Regions from separate parts of the Triticum aestivum genome. Here region 1 is linked to region 2. A link is a contact called in public Hi-C data. All regions are on one chromosome and are shown on one strand. The core of a region is the stretch at or near the end of the contact, and the rest is flanking DNA. Distances in the headings are between cores, read along the strand shown.

Evidence for each region. A called contact is a pair of places that touch in the nucleus more often than the background predicts.
Region 1: a Hi-C map of leaf shows a contact between it and region 2, with 4 times the contacts expected there. The contact joins the promoter of LOC123181616 here to the promoter of LOC123181615 in region 2. A contact is called at or near these places in 4 of 5 Hi-C or Micro-C datasets (leaf and an unstated tissue).

What each region holds. Positions count from the first base shown.
Region 1 is chr1D:301,888,570-301,893,597 of IWGSC CS RefSeq v2.1, forward strand. LOC123181616 (oxysterol-binding protein-related protein 1B) reads left to right here and starts at 1,811. Exons shown (of 10, transcript XM_044593924.1): 1 at 1,811-2,405; 2 at 3,606-3,959; 3 at 4,647-4,734. The coding sequence starts at 2,058.
Region 2 is chr1D:301,576,015-301,580,613 of IWGSC CS RefSeq v2.1, forward strand. LOC123181615 (flavin-containing monooxygenase FMO GS-OX-like 5) reads right to left here and starts at 2,707. Exons shown (of 8, transcript XR_006491784.1): 1 at 2,035-2,707; 2 at 1,403-1,500; 3 at 1,161-1,313; 4 at 981-1,063; 5 at 739-874; 6 at 465-641; 7 at 16-269.

The DNA.
Region 1 (5,028 bases), core at 561-3,060, 310 kb after region 2:
GCTTACTAGGGACACTACGTTTGTTTATGTATTCACACATGTATTAAGGTTTTCAATCAATACAATTCTAGCATGAATAATAAACGTTTATCATGAATAAGGAAATATGAAATAACAACTTTATTATTGCCTCTAGGGCATATTTCCTTCAGAATTAGCTTGTTCAACAATCTTCGATAGTTATAAGGGATGATTGTTTTTTTTATCTCAACCTCAGCATATTGTGTAAATGATTTCTTTATGATTGATGAATTATTTTGATTTTTAATTTAGGTTTTCGAGAATAAAGACATTTTTTATTTTTGAAAACTTTTTTGAATTTTGTAAACATTTTTCTTAAAATGTGAACAATTTTAAACACATACTCCCTCCGTTTCTAAATATAAGTCTTTGTAGAGATTTCACTATGGACCACATACGGATGTATATAGATGCATTTTGGAGTATAGATTCACTCATTTTGCTCTGTATGTAATCCATAGTGAAATCTGTACAAAGACTTATATTTAGGAGCGGAAGGAGTACATTTCTTCAAATTACTGAACAATTTTTAAGGAATGCATTTTTTAAGGACCCTGATAGGTGCCAGAAGTCAGGTACGAGCACATGGCAACTCCAAATGTTTTCGATGGCAAGTTTAGTTATGCAGGGAAGACAATTTTAGTTGACAAGCATGCACCTTTCGTGCTTCAATTTAGTTTTGACAGAAGTTTACCGTATGTCACTGGAAATTGCCAACCTCGTGTGACTAGAATATGAGAATATCCATCGAAAAATTGTGAACATTTCTAAAAACGCCGGGGCCGGAGTGTCACGCACCTGGCGTGTGACATTTATCATTTGGGGTTTTTTAATTGCGAACATTTCTAAGAAGGTGTAAACATATTTTTTAAATTTTCCAAACATTTTCTCAATAAACTTGAATATTTGTAAAAATTGATGAAAACTTAGAAGAAAATGAAAATTTCAAAAAGCAAAAAAAGAGGGAAAAAGGAAACAAACTGGACCAGAACCTTTTGCAAGGTTCCCAAAACCGGTTAACAACCAGCGAAGAACTATTCTAGAAGGTTGTGAATACCGGAAAAATTGGCCGGCCCAGTTTCAGTCGCTAGCCACAAAAAGAGATAATCAGATAAACGCAGCGAGTGATTTGTTCAGCCAGCTAGCCCGCCATCGTGGGGGAGAGGGAGTCCGGCGGCCTATTCGATCGATCGTTCGTGCGATATCTCGTGGATACAGGTCTTGTCGGTGCACGTGCGGATGTATTGGGTTTCCGGTTAGGCCGGGGCGGTTGCCATGTCTGTCGATCCACCAGGTTGGAGCTAGCTATAGCCACTGGTACAAGACATGGGGTCGGAACGCTCATGCGCGTCGTTGGTCCGCGACAGGAGACGCATGCCGCTGGTCCGTCATCGTAGCCACGGTGCTGGAGGATGACGCCTGGTCCAAGGAAGGTTCGACCGATCGCGGAAACCAGCAAAGCATGGACCACTACTAATTAGCAACAGGAGTATGTAGCTGAGTTGCCAAAGATACACAGTGCTCGGGCTCCTGTTAAGCGCAATTAACGATGGGGAAAGCACATTGACATCTAGAGTACTGTCAAGCGAGCCTACCGTGGAACGCGATGACACGCGACCGCGCAACGCAAGGCGCACGATCGCCCGTCGACACGCGCACCGCGGCACGAACACGATGCTCGCTCCGGTCGACCTGACTCGACCAACCACGCACAGGGCACGCGTCCGGGCTCGGGAGCCGGCGGGAGAGGGACACGAGGATGGAAGGATCGCGCGCTCAAAGATGCCGCTCCAAAAGGGAAGCAGCAGAAGTGAGCGTTAAGCACAAGGCTCTGCGCCTGCGCCGCGCGCATCAGAGTCTCCTCCCTCCCTCCCATTCCCATCTCAACCCACCTCGCCAGCCTCCGCAGCTCTGCTCGCCACCGCAATCGAACGAATCCAATCGACCCACCGCGTGGAGGCGCTTCTATAGGCGGAGCGGCCAATAAACAAGTCCAGATGGGGACGCCAGCGCCGTGAGAGCGGGCGGAGGCGACGATGCGGGCCAGGGAGATGCACCCGCTCTGCTGCCTCGCAGCGGACTACTGCCCCGGGGGCGGCGGCGCCGCCGAGGACGACGACGGGGACTGCTCCCCGCCGCCCGCGGACGGAGCGGCGGTGGCGGGGGTGCTGCACAAGTGGACCAACATCGGCAGGGGCTGGCGCCCGCGCTGGTTCGCGATCCGCGGCGGCGTGCTCGCCTACTCGAAGATCCGCCGCCGCGTCGCGGCGGAGGAGACGCCGCCGCCGCCGCCGGCCGAGCTCGCCGTGGGCGCGGGCGTCAGGGTGATCGGGGGCGCGGACCGCGGCGCCGGGGAGCGGCCCATCGGATTCGTCCATCTCAAGGTCTCGTACCATCTCCGCCCCCTCCGTTTCCCGTCCGCTACGCTACCATGATCCCATTGCTTACATAGATAGCTTCCACACAACTCGCACCAGTAGCGAAACATCGAGCGGTTCGTTCCGGAGGGCGCAGCGCATTTCATCTGGCCGGCGATTCAACTATTTTTAGTTTCCCCAGCGATTTCGTAGGTCTTTTTTTTCTTCTCATTACCAAAACGAGTTGGTATTTCCGCGTCGCTCGGATCGGAACAGTTGAACTGTAAAGCGACCCCGTGCTCCCCGGCGCCCCCCGCGAGCGCGCATCGGCAGCCGCACATCGTCGCGATCTGCGGCGGAGATTTTCTTGCAGCCGGGGCTATCTGTCGCTTGTGTCGGATAAAGAGAGAGAGATGCCTTGCTTGGACTGTAGCTGGCTTTTCGCTAGCCGCGGCGAGGATCGGCTACTAGTGCGGAGTGTGAAACAACAGTGTCTGCATCGGCGTGCTACAGAGGCGACCTTGTCGCCGCGCGCGCTCAGGGGAGGAGGGGCCGACAGCCGACTGGCCGGCCGGCGAGATGCTTTAATTCGCGGCACGCGGATGCCCGGCTCTCCCAGCTGTATTTTGTTCAAATGGCACGGCTCCGGCCTATCTGTATTTTGTACAAGGGAGAATAATGGCCGGGCCGATGGGTTGGCGCCTCGGTTTGTGTCGTATTAGATGGATGTCCGTGAGTTTGCTGGGAACGTGGGGGTGGTACGGAGCATCTGTCCATATACCCATTTGAAGGAGCCTTGCCATTTTTCCTTCCCTGATGAGCGGTCTCTTGTCCTTGGCTGCTGCTTGAGTCAGCGTCCTTTATGTGCGCCGGTCCTTTAGATGATAACTGATCAAGTTCTTATCTATAGATGCAACAGTGTGAAATGATATGGCATTACAGTGCTGGGAGGATTCAATAATCATTTGAGTATATGGATTACTCTTCATTGCTCATTATTGGATTTTACATCCTAGGAGACTGATCAAAATATTGTGTTGGAAGGAACTGAAGTATCTGTTGTCGTTGGTCTATACCAACGTGTAATCACCGCATGAATATGTAGATAGCATGGGGCATCACTGTTTTCAACTATAATTTGTGTGCCTTGAACACAAGGGCTTATACTTTTGGCTTAAAGTGCCGGTCTGGTTGCTAATTTTTGTAATTCTTTTGAACTGTTTGTAGATCTCATCATTTAGTGAAAGTAAATCAGATGACAAACGGTTCTATATCATTACCCCAACCAAGACACTTCAGCTGAGGACAGGTTGCGTTAAGGACCGTGTCGCTTGGATTGAAGCACTTGTTTCAGCGAGAAGTGAATATTCTCTTGGTGGTATTTTACCAAGTGACCGGAATGGTGGATCATTTTCTACAGAAAAGCTAAGAGATCGCTTGCATGCTGAAGGTGTTGGTGCAGAAATTGTTAAAGACTGTGAGCAGATTGTTCATTCAGAATTTTCACAGTATCACGTACAGATGAAGCAGCGTTGTGAATCGTATTTAAGCTTTATCGGCAGTCTTCCACGGGAACTTGAGGTAATGCTTCTTGGAACCCTGTGATTAGACTAGACAAATCATGCACTTTTTGGTAGGCTTTCTCTTTTTCTTCAAGCAAATAACGGCGAAGGAACTTGATGGTCATACTGACCAACTTTAGTGACGAATGTACATTAAGAACTTGCGGAGCCCTCTTTAGAACTATATATATATATTATATATATATATATATATATATATATATATATATACACACAATTGATGTTCTTAGTTGTGCCAAAAGATGACTGGATATTTTGCTATCATGTCTTCCTTGTATTCAGCAGTCAACCTTTATCAGTAGCTAAATACTGCACTTGCTAGCAATATTATCCCAAGTTTGGTGTCAAACAGGACCACAATCTCAGCCTTTCGTAATAGGTTTAATGGTTTTGTTAGAAGGTGACACCACCAATGGTTGAGACCCTTTTAGAAGTAAAGATGAAGATACTCGACCTATTATAAATGACAAGGAAACCCAATTGTGGTCCAAACATTTCCTCATAATCACTGGAGTTTTAAAAAATATAGTTAAGGAAGGTGAGTTTTATTTTCTTAAAATTTAAAGGAAAAAAAGCAAAAACGTTTGTTTGGAGTCTGGCCCAAAAATCAAATAATAAATTGATGGTACTATATCTGAAATTCTGGTATCGTGAAATCATCTGCTGACTTATTGTGTTCTCTCAGGCAGTTAATTCAGAAGATGCAACTATTCGTGGCAATCCACAGTCGCAGTTGTTCAAGCCTGACTTTTCCAGCTCTGGAAAATGTAGTGGTACTTGTTCTTCTTTTTAGTTTTGGTTTTCTCTAACAGTTATGACTAGCCTTAAATAAAAGTTTACTTGTTATTTTTCATGCATAATTTTTCCTTACCACGGTAAACCTTTACTTTGGATTATTTTCTGTTAGTTTCTCCAAGTACCTGTGTTTTTTCTTGTGCTGATAGAGCACAGGTGTGAAGGTGCTAATTCACATTTTTATTGGACTGCTGATGTTAGACTGCTTCTATTATGGATTTTTCTATTCAGTTCTCCAAGCACCTGTGACTTTTCTTGCACTGCATTTTACC
Region 2 (4,599 bases), core at 1,457-3,956:
TACAGAATTATTTACCTGTAAAATAATTACTGCAATGATTATCACCGCGTCCTGGCAATGAAAATGATAATCACAGTCCACAACATAGATTAGAAGTATTTTTTGAAGTCCTCATTTGCTAGTGCCACCAGACCATCATCATCCCACTCATCGCGGTATCTTTCCGGACGAGCAGCCTTATTCTTCGCATTAGCAGCATACATCAGCTTCCTCCATTCTTCAATAGGTGGATGGCCACATTGCTCCGCGAGCCAATCATCGTATTCGAACTGCAAACAAATCACACTTAGCAGGGGATAACCGATATAGTCGTTTCTAATATACAATGTTGATGTGCAACAGTGCAAGACGCCCACAATTCACAGAAATATGTCATTTTCCGCCAAGAAAAGCTTTGTTAACTAGCTCCCTTAACATGATTTCAAAAAAAAAACTAGCTCCCTTAACATGCATCATTAGGCTACCTGATAACCACCACTGAAGTTGTGGGTATATCTCTTGGGCCATCCACGAGTTTCCAGTCTCGAGTAGATGGCTTTGACATCTTCCATCATTTCATCTTTCGATGGAAGCTTGATCCGTCCAGATAGAATACCGGCGACCCATTTGCTTTGGAGTTCAACCAGTGGAAAAGGGATAACCTGGATGAAACAGAGGCCAGCAAGTTTTAGGTGCTAGAGCATGCAAGGCAGTTATAAGTGCATCTAGACAACAGCAGAAATTTGGACACAAATTGACCTTCCACGGCACTCCGATGAAAGACAGATCAGGAGCCACTTCTATAGGGAAAACATGCTTGTATAATGGATCAACGCAGTTGTCATCCACAGTGATGGTGCTATCATCCCCAAGAAACGGGAAGTCATACAGGTAGCTAGACAACATACAAAGGCAGGGAACACATGATTAGCTTCAACCAATGTAGCAAAATAGGGTGGTTTGTGCAAGAAATATGTTTTAGATATGCTGCATGACTATACCCAGTACAGTGCATGATGACATCCGCTTTGATTGAGCTGCCATCCTGGAACACCACAGTGCCATCTCCCTGTGCATGGTCAATCTGCAAGTAGAACATAATTTTGTTATAACAAGGTAATGGCAGCCCCTTTAACGGATAAAGCCACCATATTCAACTCACCACGGAAAAAGGCATTTACCATGGAATGAAGCCACATGTTGTCATATTCAGGCTGCTGTTCACAAGTGGAAGTCGGCGCTGATCTATCGGCAATATGGACCTCCTTCGCAACGCTTGCAATGTCCCTCGAAATGTCAACTGCACTTGCCGAGGCCCCAATAACGATCACTACCTACCAAGGCAATCCGTACTTCAAGTTCAAGATAGTTTAGCACGACAACTCATGTGTGGGGAAGAAATCATAGTCAGAATCATACTCACTTGATCAAGGAATGGCTCAGGCACACGGTAATTGTGGCTATGCATCTGCTTTCCAGGCCAGGCATCTGCACCTGTCAATGTTGGAAAGTACAGATCACCTGTCAAGTTCACAATTGTTGGTGGATCTGATGACCATAAAATTACAAGTTTGTAACGAAACACTGGACGAGAATTGTCCAAAAAAAACATCAGACAGGCATCTTTCAAGAATTCATCAAGCTTAAGAGTTCAAAATCAAATTTGCTAAACCCTGAATCAGCTGGTTCTTGTCTCTAGATCGTAGGATGCAGATTCTGTTCTGCTCAAGATTTGTACAACATGCAGAGTATCCTAAATCCCTTTTCTTAAAGCATGCTCGAGATCTGTACCACATGCAGATTTTCTTGTTACGATCACTACCTACCCTGCTCGAAATCAGTTTTTTCTTCTTCTCACGGAGCACGAACCGTGTCATTTCTTCATGAAAATTTGCATGCATACAAAAGACACAACATGTACAATGTCAAGATTTCTTTTCTTCTCGATTTTAGAAGTATAATTTGTTGGTTTTTACCGTGTGCTGAGCCTGAACCAGGGTTCAACAAACTATTTCTTCTGCCCAATTACGAGTTGGTTGAGCGGAGAATCATTACCAGGTATGGAGGCGACGCGAGGCTCTGAATAATGGCCATTGCAAACCACGACGGCATCATACAGCTCCTCGTCCTGCTCCCCCTTCTCCCCGAGCTTCCTCGACGTCACCGCCCACCTCCCGCCGGCCTCCCTCCGGACCCCGACCACCTCCGTCTGGAACCGGACGAGCCCGTAAAGGTCGAACCGCTGCGTGAAGTCCTCGAGGTACCGAAGCACCTCCTGGTGGCCGGGGAACCTGCGCGCGTCGACGACGGAGCCGCGCGCCGCGGTGAAGGGGAAGTCGAGGAAGCCCATGACCTCGCGGGGGAGGTTGGTGCGGAGCGAAGCGTAGAGGCTGGAGTGGGTGGCGGCGGCGCCGAGCGGGTCGGCGGCGGCTGCGGGGGCGGGGGAGGCGTAGAGCCAGGTGCCCCCCACGGCGGCGGCGCGCTCGAAGACGACGGGGGCGTGGCCCTCGCGGCGGAGCTCCCGTGCCGCCGCCAGGCCGGCCGCGCCCGCGCCGACGACGGCGAGGCGGAGCGAGGGCGACGGCATGGAGGCGGGCAGGAGAGAGCAAAGAGGCTTGCGGAGCTGGGAGCCGGAATTGGCTTGGATTCGCCGTGCCTCCGCTGGTCTTTTTTCCGTCGAGGAGCCGTGTGCGATCCCGTCTCTGTTGGTTTCGTTCATGTGGGTATCGGCGATTTGGAGGGAAGCGGGCTCTTCTACGCCTCACCAACCGTTTTTAGCTGCTTTTTCGAACGTGGGAGTTCGAGAAAAATGCTAGACATACAAAAAAATACAGGATTTTACAGGCTCTTTCATCTAGTAACCAATCATAAATTTGCCCTCCTTCCTGATTTTCAGGGGGGTGGACCATGTTCTTCACCTATTGACCAATCAAGTTAACCCTCTTTGTAAAACCTTGTAACTCTTTTGTACGTGTAGCGTTACTCGAGTTCGAGAGGGAATCAAATGCCAGGAGTAAAATTTTGTGCAAATTTTCTGAACTTTGTTTTTTTAAAAATACTGTAGCCTTGCAAATTCTCACCAGAATAGTTTATTTTGCATTTTTTTCCTTTCACTGTCAAGTGGCAAGAGTGTTTGGTAGCCTTGCATATTTGCTTCTCTTTGGCCAGATTTATATTGATATTTCCCATTTTGCGACATGGCTTCATGTTTTTTTTCAACCACCGACGCAATCATGCATATTTTGGGGCCAAAGACCACTAGCGCAATCATGCAATCCCTGGAGATCGTCTCACCCACTTAGAGCATGGCCAACAGGAAGGCCAAATGTGCCGCCCTGCAGGCCAGCTAGGTTCGGATGCCATTGTGCTGCCAGGGCAGGTGCCTTGCAGAGAGAGGTACTTCTTCTGCAAGCTTCGGGTGTCTGAGCAGATATGTCGTGCTCCTTCAGAGAAAAGACGGATAAAGAAAATGAAGCATGGCGTGCAGGTTCGTTGACGACAAGTCGTCCGAATCGAACCGTGAGGCGAGTATGGCTTTGCAGCCGAAGCTCGTCCACGTCTAGGGCGCAGGGATGAATCCGCCGTTGAGTCACACCAGATCGACGGCGAACGAGTAGAACTCAATCACGTCTAGGGAACGGGGATGAGTTCGCCCTCGAGTCCCATGCGATATGGGCGGAGCTCTCCCAAGGCGACTTGTGGCCCTCGAGCTCTCTCACAGCTGCTGCATGTTGAGGCCATCACACAGCAGGCGGGCACTTTATTCTCAAATTTGAGAACAAATTAATTTTTTTGTGGTGAGCATCGAAGAGCAGATGGCTGGGCGGAGGATCAGGCGGGGGAAAGGTCGTGAAGAAAAAACAGAAAAAATTGGCTGGTGTCTCTGATAAGGCTAGTTGTGTGTTGGATAAATATGAAATTGACGGTGGTCTCAACTTCACTTGTTGCTATGGTTGGGCTAGGGTGCTGCCATCATAGTTCATGCCAACGGAGGTCACGACTTTAGCCCTCGTGGACATCAAACAACGGTACCTGGCCTTTGGAGGAGGACCATGACAGTGAGGGCATTGGCTAGTTTCTCTTCATTTTGGTTGCTTTTGGAGTTCTTTGAGTTGTCACCAAAAACTCATCTACAATACCTAAATAGTTGATCCCATTAACTGTAATTCTCTGAACATACAACCCTCCATATCATCAATTGTGCCGCATCATCATCCACTAAAACTATTTGGTAGCACATGCATACTCCAATTTAATTGCTCCATCTTCAATGATCTGGTATGCATGCATACTCTCTGTTCACACACAATTATTTAAAAAAATATTTTTTGATTTAGGTCATTTCATTCATACAAAATTGACCAAAATTAATTTTAAAAATCTCAACATGCAGCCCTTGAGATCACCAATTCTGCCACATGCCCACATCATCGTCCACTAAAACTATTTTGTAGCACATGCATCCTCCAATTTAATTGCTCCACCTTCAATAGTCCAGCGTACTTGCATACTCTCTGTTCACACACAAATACTTTAAAAAATAATAGTTTTTGGTTTAGATAATTCCATTCATACAAAATGTATCCAAAATTAATCTTTAAAATTCCGCAGCAACGGGCG